2 separate regions of the Danio rerio genome follow, and region 2 is linked to region 1. Evidence: chromatin contacts called from public HiCAR-type data. All regions are on one chromosome and are shown on one strand. Each heading gives the region's core, a stretch centred on a gene start, on an enhancer-like site or on the middle of the called end of the contact. The rest is flanking DNA. Distances are from core to core; before and after follow the strand shown.

Region 1 (6,356 bases), core at 149-2,648:
ATATTGATGTTCAAATGATTTATTGTTCAGACCTACTAAGAGTCAATAATAAGACTTTAGCAAAATAATGCTGAAAACAAAATATGTTACTAAAAATCAAAATGTATAATGCTATGTTTTCATTTTTGACAGGTGAAGTCTTAAATGTCCTAATCTATTATATTCAATTTAAATGAACAATTTATAAAATTAGATATTTAAATGCACACTTAATTTACCACTTTCGAGAATTTCTTCAAATACACTTCAAACACATTATGTATATTAGTATGCAAATTTGTAAAGAAAAAATACCTCACAATAATAATACAGTTTTATATTTGTATTAAATTCTTTTATCCAACAAAGTCTGTATGACAAATATGTCTGACGCCACCCATTGATACTGCAAACAAGAGCCAGTCACTGGCTGTGTTTAAAAAAACCTTGCGAGCTGCCTACATAGACAGCATTATCGTTTCTAAAAGACAACGAGACAGCACTTTCTATTCATTGCAAGCACATCTGCTTTGTTATTAGCATGTTATGTAGCAGTCTTGCATTTAGTTCTTCGGAACACTCCTATGGTGCTGTCTAGATAGGCAACACGAAAGCATTTGAGACACGTCCAGTGTCTGAGAGTGCGGATTATCTCTATTCACCCGACAGTGTATACCATATGCAAACCTTTATAACGGAATTTAATGTCACATTATAAAAATGGTAGATAAACTCAAAGGACAATGTTTTTAGAGCGAGCGGGGACTGACAGCGATGAATGTAACGTTAGACAATGACGTGTGCTCAATAACAATAAACGTGTGCTCAATAACACACTTAACGTACAATCACATCAGTGCACAGGCGGAGCAAGCGAGTTGTTACGTTCAAACCATTGCGTTTACTTAACGCTGTTATGTTGTTCAACGATAACCAGCCAGTGGATGCAAAACAATGGGATGCAGAACACACATGAAACAGCATTTTTGCGTGACAGAGGCAAGAAAAACACCCACCCATGACCACCACATTTTTTCCTGACGGCAATTTTGATCGTGAGCGCGTCGACACCTCACTCAGTATCGATGACCTGAACGCAGAGGAACATAGTGTGGCATTAGATGTTAAATCACAATGCTTTTAGAAACATGCATCAGTGAGATCATTGATTCAGGCTGGCCTGTGTACCTGCCCGGCTGGGGCAATTTGCAAGTTAGCCGCTAACAACTGTCACATGCTGCTCTGAGCCATATAAATCTGCGTTCTGACCATACACCCAAGATTGAATGGAGGATAAAATGTCCGGCTAAGCCTACCATAAATTCTGTCCATCCTCCTCCTCGGGGTTTTGGCTTTCGGAAGTGCTGTTATTTACATTTGTGCTAACCGATAGGAGTGTATTTCTGCCCGTCGTCGCCATCTTCGCAGGCTTGAGTGACACCCCTGAAAGAGCCCCGGATGTTTCGCACAGAACCGAGCGTTGCTTTTTTGCTGGGCGTGGACCATGGCGAGCCGCAATCACAGTCCCAAATCTCAGGTGAATAGAATAGAATAGAATAGAATAGAATAGAATAGAATAGAATAGAATAGAATAGAATAGAATAGAATAGAATAGAATAGAGCACTTCTAAAGAAATCTAAAAATCTTTCTAAATTGTTTCACAAAGAATTCTTTACATCTATTATCATTTTCATTGCTTAAAGGTTCTCAACAGCTTTAAAAATCAATACGTTTCAGATTCCTATTATTAAGGATTATTAAAATATTGAAATGTTATAAAAGGCTGGAAAGCGCTGGACGTCCAGGTGGGAGAGGTCACCAACTTGTGTACAGGCTGGCCCTTCAGGATCAATGCGAGGATTCGTCTGTCACTGTGGTCTTACAAGGATCAGTCTCATGCTCACCACTCCTCCATAACCATCACAGCAGTTGCTCAAAATACAGCCTAGTCAAGGATTATGAAAACCTCACATTCACATTAATGACCCAAAATTCACATTCCTTTGGCAAAGTCCCTGATTTACCAGGGGTCCCCCCAGCTGAATGAACCACCATTTACTCTGGAATATGTTTTATCCGTCAGATGCCCTTCTGGAAACACCCAAACTCAAACCACTCAAAGCAACCTTTTTAGTGTTAGGTGACGTGCATTCAACTGAGCCACCGCTCTGCCCTGAAATTAATCAAATACCACAGGCCTGTATAAGGGGGTTTGGGTTGTTCGATAGACCCACCCCTCACTGACAAAGGTCGAGAATTTGTCCCAAACATTAGCTCATTTATTCTATTTTGACTGCTATGTCATAATAAATTGTAAATATAACACATTGAAAAAAGCTTTAAGACCAAGCGGAATCCTGTGTCGGTCATTGGTACAGAACCTGGGACAACGAATTTGGCAGTTTTGGTGCCAAATTTAGTGTCTCAAATTCTGACTGAAGAAAGTTTAATGTGCTGGCCAGTTTGTAATTTGCTTTCACTGTCAGAAAAAAGGTACACAAGGGTATACAGATATCTTTTGTAAACATAACTTAAAAGAATATGTTTAAAGAAACTCATAAACATTAATTATTAAGTTCCATACAAAACAACTGATAAAACAAAACTAAACATTTATGACATTTTAATAAACATATGGTAAACATTTTCTGAAAAATACATTTTCATTATTGATATCCACACCTTTTGTTTTTCCCCCTATGCACATGAGCTAGCAAAAGTACTGCATATGCAAAGTGTTCATGCAAACATTTTATTATTGTAAAACTAATCAACATTGTGCATTTCTCGTTACAATACTTTTGCATAATTCTATTTCCATTTTATAATAAAGTTAATTAAAATACTTTTAAGTGATTAGAAAAGGTATTGTGTGAAAACTGGCAAACAAATTGTTATATTGTACATGAGAGAATGTATTTCTGTAACATTTTTGTTAACAGTGTTGTGAAAAATGTTAAGCAAAAACATAAATCTTTAATTTCTGTGTGAAGTATGTTTTATTCTTTATTGTAAATTGAAAATGTGTATTTACACAAAAAACTTTTATTATGAACTGAAACCTTGTTTAAAAATGTATTTGATGTTTTATATTTACTGATAATAAATTACAAATTTTGGATATGACAAATTTGTTTCTTTGTCTTAAGGCACAATTCTGTTGCAAGGTAGAAAAAAATTACTAATGTTTTGCTTCTTACACTTTACATACCTGAAACTTGCCTACAGCACTTATTCATTGTTGCTCTTATAGTTGTGTAAATTGCTTCCTTGTCCTCATTTGTAAGTCGCTTTGGATAAAAACGTCTGCTAAATGACTAAATGTAAATGTAAGGTACTGCCCCAGTGACAAGGGTTTTCACCGTTTTTTTACAACATTGTAACATTTTTTTCTGAGAGTGTAATAAATGATAATAGGCTACACTTTTTTGTTTAAAAACAAATTTCTATTTTCTCCTAATGATATAAAATGTAATAAATTAGTATTTTTAAAACAAGTGTTGTATATTTTTTGTATATATTATTGTATTATTTCTTAATTCTAAATCTTCAGGAAATGCTTTTGGTACATCAAAAAGTGTGACCATGTGACAAGCTAATCCAGTAAAAAAGTGCTTAAAATGCAGTATTTACACCTCATAATTAAATAGAAAATGAGGCGAATAACTGCAAAAAGGTCCATTTTTTGAGTAAAAAGAACCACCTCTTTCGTCAGGCTGCCTACGGACCTATACCACAAATAGTAATTCTATTCTATTCTATTCTATTCTATTCTATTCTATTCTATTCTATTCTATTCTATTCTATTCTATTCTATTCTTGTCAAGTCTCCATGAACACATATCTTTTTGTGCCCGAAGGAGCATATTATATCGCTCAATAAATTTTTTTCTACAGCGCATCTGTACCAAAAACATATACCTATTTTGCGACATGTTGTACCAAACTAAAAAAATATTCACCAGACAACCACACACTCAACAATTCACAATCAGTTTACTCGTCCTACTGGATTTGTTTAAGGCCAGACCCCCAAAAATCAAATACAACCATTTACTCTCACTATATGCCTGTATGGGGATTAAATGTAATTTGCAGAACTAACCGCCAGAGTGCAGGGTTACACTGTATTTGCGCCATGTACTTCCTCTCCAGCGTTGACAGTAGGACTAAACAGTGAAGTTAAGTGGAGTGCGCGCGCGTGCCCTGCTCTTATGTGGAGAGAGGATCCTGCAGGTCGGACTATCCATCACCTTTAACGCTCAACCCGATGGAGCTGCATTTTTTTATGACGGCTGAAAATCTAAACATGGAATCAGATGGAAAATGAGTCCAGTGCGTAAACTGCACTCAACACAATCTTAAAACTGAGGAACTTTTTCTCGCATACCTTGGGATTTGTTCTTATACTTAAAACAGTGGGTAAGTTTTGTGCCTTTATAAACAATGTACCTCATAGTTTTGCATACACCCCAAAATATCTAAGTTTTAAGCATACATTTTATGTGAACATGCATAAATACTATCAGTGTTTTAAAGAGGGCGGTTGATTCTGTTTGAATCGAATTGTGTTTGTAGTAATTGTTCATCTATTGTAAGACCTTAGCTGTCAGTCAATTTTTCAACATGTCATTTGGTGTTTGTGGGTCATTAAAAGACAAATTGAGAAAGACTGTAAGACTAACAAATATGATTCGTACTAACATTATTGGAATTTACTTCGTTATATGATTGACATGTTTTTAAAATAAAAGTAATTCTGATTCATTTGTTAAGGTAAAAGCCAAATAGACTGATGTATGCCAAGAAAATAAACAGTAAATGGGCACTGAAAAGCTGAACATTTTGAAAATTGTAGTGCAAGTAGTTTTATTTTTTAGTATTATTATTTTTTCTTTTATTTATTTTGTTAGATGTCATGTTAGCTATATTTATGCCCTGAGAAACTTTTGCATGCAAGACAAAACTGAGGCAGTGCAGTGTGGTGTAGCCTAGGAGTCATGTGACGTGCATAAATGTGTAAATTGATTTAGTAAAATTGAGTAAAATGATGCTCTATCAAACATAAAAACTGTACGAATATTAATTTCTCAAAAATTAACCCAGTTTAACATTATCTCAATTTACAGTTTGAAACTAAATTTGAACACTGTATTATTTTCATTCAAGGAGGCATCTCTTCATTCTTTCTTCCACCATAGAACAGAACACTTTTGTCTATTTGACATGTACATGCATTGCATCAGCTGTATAGTATTTTTCAAAAAACTTACAGCAGAGTGGTACAAGCTTGTGGAGTGTTTGATTTAATGTATATTCACATAATATAAAGAGAATATCTGCATCTGTTGTCCAAACACTTTTATAGCTAGCACAAATTAACAGCATGAAAACTAGGCCAGCAGTCCACATGAGCCTATCCACTGTACTCCTGTGTGAGTGCTTGATTATTCATCATATTGCAGGAAACACCATGCTTTCCAGGATTATTTCAGTACATGCAATGCAAATACACATAGAAGTATAACTATGCGCACACAAACGTGAACACCTGCATAGTCATTTCACCTAATCTGTCCAGGTGCATTAAAGCACTGCATCAAAGTGGGACATGATTGCTTACAGTAAAATCTGCTGGGGGTTGCTCGCGATAGTTTTGTCCATCTTGCACTCCATGTGAGGCTCTGAAGGGTTGCAGCAGCCCATAAAGGTGCGCCAGCCTCTTTTATCTAAAAATAACAATAATGATAACAAAAATGTGGCGCTTAAAAGGAAGCAGAGGGCATGAATAATTGAGTAACACACAGAGATACACGTTCTCTGTGGTATGGTCTCGGAGTATTGGGGTCAGATGCTCGCTCTGTGTTCCAGGGAATCTCTCCCATGGGCACGACTCTGAGCTCATTCCACTTGATGCCTGAATGAAGAGCAATTTCATTATAGGGCAATGCTATCGGAGTGTCTGATTTAACAAGTCGCCAATATTCTGTTGTAATCAACACACTTATCGTGCTGGAACTTGTCCATTTCATAGAGAAAGATAATTAATTCAAGTTATTTCAAGGATTGCCTTCTCCTGAGACTACAGTATAAAAATGTTTTGTCAGCTAACCTATAAAACGTGCTATAAAACTGGTTTTATTTAGGTTCAACATGATTTTATATAACCAAATCAACCTTACAACCTTATGACTACCACCAAAGTAAAAGGTTTTTAAGGGTCAGCTGAGGCAGAAGTGGCTTTTTAAGGTAACTGCCCAGTGAAGAAAAGAAAAGGGGGCAGTTTTGGAAGATTCGAGATGCAATGATGCAGTTATTCTTAGACTTTTCAAAATACTACATGTAATAAACCATCCTAATAATTGTAAACACAATA
Region 2 (6,922 bases), core at 1,765-4,264, 170 kb after region 1:
TCCTAGAATTATCTAGATGCTCACGACTTCCCAAAAAATATATCTAAATCCGTAAAACTTCTGTTGAAGTAGGATAAATTAGGGCCAGGGACACGTTGGAGGACCGCGCCCCCCATGATGTGGGTGCGTCACGCTTGCTTGACTATCTCCTCATCGGGGGTGTTGGTAAGGTGCAGTCATTATGGCGCTTTCCATACTTCTCCCATTTCATGGCACTGAAGTTCCCCAACCGAAGGGGAACGTTCGAGGTTACAGAAGTAACCCTTCGTTCCCCGAGGAGGGGAACGGAAGTGCCATACTCCGTCGCCATAATGACTGTCCCTTAGCTGTTTGAAAGGATCTTCAGCTTAAAAGGATAGCGTCTGCTGGCTTCAGGTGCGCTTATATGCTGGGCTAATTGCCTATGCCGCACACCTGCGCAAGCTTACGCTGCCAGTTAATTTCATTCATTGGCCCGTTCAATACTCTCCAGACAAGCGGCTTCTGATCCGAATCCTCCCATTTCATTTCATGGCACTTCCGTTCCCCTCCTCGGGGAACGAAGGGTTACTTCTGTAACCTCGAACGTTTTACTTCTGAACTTTTGAGTCACACAAAATCTGCTTTAGTCTTTGACTGAAACAAGCATTTTGAAATGAGACAATATTTTAGTGTGGCCCACTTCAGTTCACGACTGACTATATCAAAATAACATAATTTCCAATTCAGTACTTCACAGTGAAGATTTATGTAATGTAATGTTTTACAGCTAAGAATCTATTTTCTGTAATAATTAGTGCTCATAAATATCCAAATCTTGAAAAAAAGAAATATCAAATAAATAAAAATATATATTAAGCTATACGTATAAAAAAGATTCAAATTAAATGTATTGAATTTTCTAATGACACTATATCATGTCTTTTTCAAGGACACAGCTGCTTTATAACTTCAATTTTTTATTAATTTGAGAACATTAAATGGTAAATCTCCAACACTATTATTTAAAGCATCATAATGTCCTTTTCTACAATATCTGAATATAAATTCTGTGCAAAATTGTTCACAGATATCCAGTCCTTAAACACAAATAAAGAATAAAAACAAGTACTGCACTGTTATCTGCCTTAAACCACAGTATTACTTTCTAATGATCGCTTCAGCCAGATTTATTAATTTATTGAATCATCTAATTTTATTAATGGCCTCTGGGAATTTTTCATTGAGGAGGTGTAATATTCATTTGTATTAGTTATTTTAATTCTTATATTCACTTAATGACAATCCTACATGCCCATTCTAGTGTGTTGAGCTGTTTGGTGCTTGGTAACATTATGGGGCCTGGTTCTTTACTGTTAGCAGCAAACTGGACAAGAGGCTGCTGCTGTACAAGAAAAAGTTTGGTACATAAACTGTGGTTTGCAGACATCATTGCTTTGCACAGCTCCTAATTAGCTTAACGTTAACTTACGGATCGTTTCATCATCTTCGTGTGTTGTTGTGCTGCCGCTGGTTTTAACGAAAAACGTACCAGCTTTTTTTAATTCTGGCCTTTCCAGCACCATCTATGCGCTTTTTATGATCTTTTTTTCATCTTTTGCGTAACTCTTAACAAATGATTTAGCTGATGAACAAAGTGCCGCTGTTGGGGAGTCTAATGACATCATCATTAACCAACAGGCTGCATCCTGCTCATGGGGCTGCGTGAAAATAAATGTAAAAAGTGGAGCTGCGGTAAAACAATGAAGAAAAAGAGTGATACTATGGTCAAATAAATAAATTAATAAATAAAAAAGTGTGACTGCTGTGTGCAGGCAGCAAGAGACACTGGCCTTCACAGCCAAAAAATGGACCGGCCCATTGGGAATACTCCCGGTCCTCCCGATCAGCCAATCCGGGCCGCCCTTAAAGGTGCTTTGTTTCAGTCTGTGTGGACTTTGAAGGACTCACCTTGGAAGTCTACATCTTTCAGAGGATGTAGACTAATATGTTGCACATGAGATCATTGATATGCACGGCCCAAAATATTAGCATCATAATGTAATGTTTAACTCGGGATCATGTCAAGGATATTCGTTGATAATAGTTTGCATTTTAAATTTAATTTAAGCTTTAAAGTTGATAATAATAAATGCATGTTTGAATCGCTTTTAGTGTTTAACGCTATAACACTATTGCACCCTGAGACACAGCTTTTGACTTTGCTGTGACTCCTATTTTTAGAAAAAGAATCCCACAAACATGGTTTAATAGAAACTTTGATAAACTTAGAAATAAGGGAAGAAAATGATCATTGTTGTTATCTCAAATCACAGAATGGTCAAATAGTTTTTGGCCATTCATTCATTCATTCATTTTCTTTTGGCTTTCGGGTCGCCACAGCAGAATGAACTGCCAACTTATCCAGCACATGTTTTATGCAGCGGATGCCCTTCTAGCTGCAGCCGATCTCTGGGAAACATCCATACACACTCCTTCACACTCATACACTACAGACAATTTAGCCTACCCAATTCACCTGCAGCATGTCTTTTGACTCTGGGAGGAAACCCACGCGAACGCAGGGAGAACATGCAAAATCCACACGGAAACACCAACTGAACCAGCCGAGGCTCAAACCAGCGACCTTTTTGCTGTGAGGCGACAGCACTACCTACTGTGCCACTGCGTCGGTTTTTGGCAACTATTATTATTATTATTATTATTATTATTATTATTATTATTGTTGTTGTTGTTGTTGTTGTTATTATTATTATTGTCATCTTGCTTGTCTGTCAACAGTCGCATCTTAAAAACTTGGTAGTGTGTTTTATACTCTTTGCAACAAGTCGGACAAGTCGTCAAGACTGAGGTGCTAGCAAACAAGTTTAGGTTTCTGCTGTACAGTTTTATTAAATCCTAAAACTTAATTCAAAACTGTTGCAAAGCTGTAATGATAGATAATTGATGATTGGAACTAGATTAATTCAAAGGAACAATATTTTGAAGCATAGCGATCAGCGAGCGTATTTCCCTGTAACACAGGAAGTGGGAGGAATGACATTCTGCTACAGGACAAACACGAGACTGACATGATCACTACAGTGAAGCGATAGTGCTAAAAGATCAAGCTGTAGTATATTGCATGATAGTAATAAAAAATAAAAATGACCGCGCTGACGTGTAGGTTTATTAGACTTGCTGATGGTCTTTTAAGAGGAAGGCCAGTATTCGTTTTCAGATGTGGAGCAGCGCTGCAGAGGTATTTGACAAGTTATTTACATTGATACAAAATATTAGCATCATAATGTAATGTTTAACTCGGGATCATGTCAAGGATATTCGTTGATATTAGTTTGCATTTTAAATTTAGTTTAAGCTTTAAAGTTGATCGTAATAATGGTAGTAATAAATGCATATTTGAATCGCTGTGTTTAACGCTGTATACATTACATTTTATTTAGCCGTCAGTGGTCATATGTATGTATGTATGTATGTATGTATGTATGTATATATTTATATATAATGTGTGTGTGTATAACGTTGTATACATTACATTTTATTTAGCCGTCAAATGTGTGTTTATGTATGTATATATAATATAATATTTATGTATGTGGGTGTGTATATATATATATATATATATATATATATATATATATATATATATATATATATATATATATATATTGTTTGTGTGTGCATAACAGTTTTTTATCACGTTATTGACAGCGGAGCTCCTGTTATTCAATGTGTGAGGACGCATCGGTCGAACACATGGTGGGATGAGCACCTGACGGAGGATAATGCATCCTTTTTGAAGAAGTTAACTGCAGAGGAATACGATCAAATGACAAAGGACAGACTCAACCCCCTTAAGGATGAGCCCTGGCCCAGACATGAGTGGGTGGAAGGTGGGTCACTCTTCCAGGACGCTTGCTGCTTGTCTTCATAAATGTGTTGCATTTGTGTACTTCATTACATGAAACTTCAGTTTATATCAGTGATCTTAAACTTAATTCCTGAAAGTTTAGCTCTAACCACTTTCAACTCAGACTTGCTTTATAGTCTCTAGTAGTCTTGAACACCTTTATTACTTGGATTGGATCAGTTGTGTTCTAATTAGGGATTGCACAAAACTTAGCAGAGCTGTGGCCCTCCAGGAATCGAGTTTGAGACTCATGGTTTATATGATCCCATTAAATTGTAACCTGCATCTCCTCAGGGAGTCGGAGAGTTGGTCTTGTGGCCATTAAACTTGGAATGATGCCTGTGTGGAGCAAATCTGGAGAGAGACACGTTGTTACAATGCTACAGGTAATAAACACTGCACAAGTAAAAGCTATTGCAATTCAAATCTAATTGTCATATTTGCTGTGCACTTAATCCTTTCATCAAAGTTGTCCTGAAAGTAAATTTTTTTTAAACAATACACATTCTAGTTTTTGGACAGTTTTGATGACCTTTTTTTGAATCACTTTAGATGTTGACCAATGTATATTATTGTGATTAATTATATATCTTTATTCAGTGGGTATTAAAATTGGATAACAATTGATGAATGAAAAAAATGAAAAAGACAAAAAAAGTATTGTTCAAAACTTGTACCTTTTTTTCTGTTAAAAAAAACCCATAAAGGTTTTAAATAAAACAAGGATAATAACTTGGTGAGGAGGAAACTTTTGCTATACCATGCTAATAGACCAGTGTTTTTACTAAATGACTTAAGTCAGTCAAACAAAACTCTTTATTTTGTGGGAAGCACATTGACCAAATTTAGAGAACTGTAATACAATAAAAGATTAAAACTTATGTTTCTGAAGTTTACTGAAGTCAAAAAAGTGTAGGACGTACTCTGTCCCATGCTTTTATAGACTTAAGAAAATCTGCTGACACTGGCCCTGTTCTCTCACACTGCACTGATGTGGTCTTTATTCACTTTTCCAGTCTCTTCCAAAATGACTGTAGTAGGTTTCTTTTCAATAACTTTGTCCCCAAGGATTTTGCTCAGGTTTTCAGTCAGGTTTAGGTCGGGACTCTGGGCTGGCCACTTCATTATTTCAGTGTTTTAATCTTGAAGCAACTGATTGGCCTATTTTGGTATGCTATGGTGGCTCATTGTCCTGCATGAAAATTGCTGGCTGACTGTGCAATGAACAGAGGGAACAAATATTGCCAAAGGATTATCTGATAAACATTTTCTTTCAATCTTCCATATATATAACAGACACAACTCCAGCTGCAGAAAGCATTCCTGACACAACATGTCCTTCTCAACCTTTCACTGATTATTTTTTACACACTGAGTTATTCTTGAGTTCAGTATTTCCTTAATTTGATAAGGAACATAATGTTTCACATTGGGTACAAAACCTGAAATCTGTTTTATCACAAAAGTGAGTTTTGGACTACCATGTTTGTCCACACATCCTGTTCCTGAGCACATTTTAGCCTGCCTTTTTATTATATCATGCAAGAGGTGCACAAATTACATGGGATCACATACAAATGGAAGAAAAAGAAGAAAAAAATGTTTCAATCTTTTTTTTTTCTTTGTTTGCCTTGTTATTGTCTGCTCAAAGACTGTAAAAATAAAAAATAACTTGCTGCAAAGGTTTTTTGAGTTGACCTAACTTTGAACCGGCGATGCAGTGGCGCAGTAGGTAGTGCTGTTTCCTCACAGCAAGAAGGTTGCTGGTTTGAGCCTCGGCTGGGTCAGTTGGCGTGCATGTTTTCCTTGTGTTTGCTTGGGTTTCCTCTGGGTTCCCCTATTTCCGCCACAGTCCAAAGATATGCGGTACAGGTGAATTGAATAAGTTAAATTGTCCATAGTGTGTGAGTGTGAATGAGTGTGTATGGATGTTTCCCAGAGATTGGTTGCAGCTGGAAGGGCATCTGTTGTATAAAAACGTGCTGGATATTTTGGCAGTTCATTCTGCTGTGGCGACCCTGGATTAATAAAGGGACTAAGCCGAAAAGAGAATGAATGAATTAATAACTTTTAACCCAAGTACTAGTCTTGGCTTAATTTAAGTTGCATCAAGTGAACAAGCTCTGCAGCCAGTTGCCTTACAATTTTATTTTTGGTCAACTTTGTTTCACAGCGTAAGAAGTTTGATCACCACAGAGGCTTTCCATCCAAATTCACTTAAGTGTAGAAACGCTGTATGCTGAGATAAAGATACTTAGCTTGTTAAGCACTGAACTGGTATTCCACTGGTTTCCACTATCGTGCCTAAAAAGAGTGAGCCAAGGCCAGTCGCGTTTCCACTATCACTTCCGGGGCCTAATCTGGCCAAAGCGGGGCTTTCTTGGGGCCAGCAGAGGGCCTTTTTCGGCCCGCCGAATACCTTGGGCCAAAGAGGGCCACTGGGGCTTCGGGGCGGAGTGAAAGGAGAGGCGGGCAGTTTTCCAATCGCACATGAGTACATGCGCCAAACAAATAAAGAAATAAGGGAAAGAAAACATCTAGCCTTACAGTCTGGGGGTCTTTTTGCGAATGATCACCCTTATGTTTCTCTTTTAAATGTAAGGGTGTTGCATAAAATAATAAAGTAGTTTTCATTTATAGTGACATTCTTTTCTTTGTTCTCCTTGATGTTTTAATAACACATAATAATATTTACACCATATTAAAGACACAGCAGACAGTAAAGGTTTTCGAGAGTTTTTATTTAGTTTAAAAGGTGTATTTTGTGCTTGTTTAAATGCCTGTATGTGTGTGTGAGACCGAGCAAGAGCGCTCCCTTCACAACTCTGTTGCGGCTTTTAAATTTTTTTTTTTAATTTCATTTATTTTGAAGATAATACACAATATGAACACAACAGAAACGTGCCCACTTTCGTAGACTTTAAATAGTGTCATATCTTGATAAAATAGCCCAAAGTATATTAAAAATATAATTTAAAGAATTACAAATATCGATATAATAAAATCGCATTAAATAAAAAAAACAATATTAAA

What was found. HiCAR-type assays count read pairs that join an accessible place to other places.
Region 2: a HiCAR-type map of caudal fin shows a contact between it and region 1, with 5 times the contacts expected there. The contact joins the promoter of mrpl3 here to the promoter of dync1li1 in region 1. A contact is called at or near these places in 1 of 18 Hi-C or Micro-C datasets (an unstated tissue) and 1 of 4 datasets of contacts at active chromatin or transcription factors (caudal fin).

The regions. Positions count from the first base shown.
Region 1 is chr19:21,282,557-21,288,912 of GRCz12tu, forward strand. dync1li1 (dynein, cytoplasmic 1, light intermediate chain 1) reads right to left here and starts at 1,399. Exons shown (of 13, transcript NM_001102428.1): 1 at 1,296-1,399; 2 at 996-1,069. The coding sequence starts at 1,399. cpne4b (copine IVb) reads left to right here and starts at 4,195. Exons shown (of 16, transcript XM_003200571.7): 1 at 4,195-4,402.
Region 2 is chr19:21,449,092-21,456,013 of GRCz12tu, forward strand. mrpl3 (mitochondrial ribosomal protein L3) reads left to right here and starts at 3,015. Exons shown (of 11, transcript NM_200007.1): 1 at 3,015-3,220; 2 at 3,691-3,760; 3 at 3,839-3,872; 4 at 4,184-4,275. The coding sequence starts at 3,126.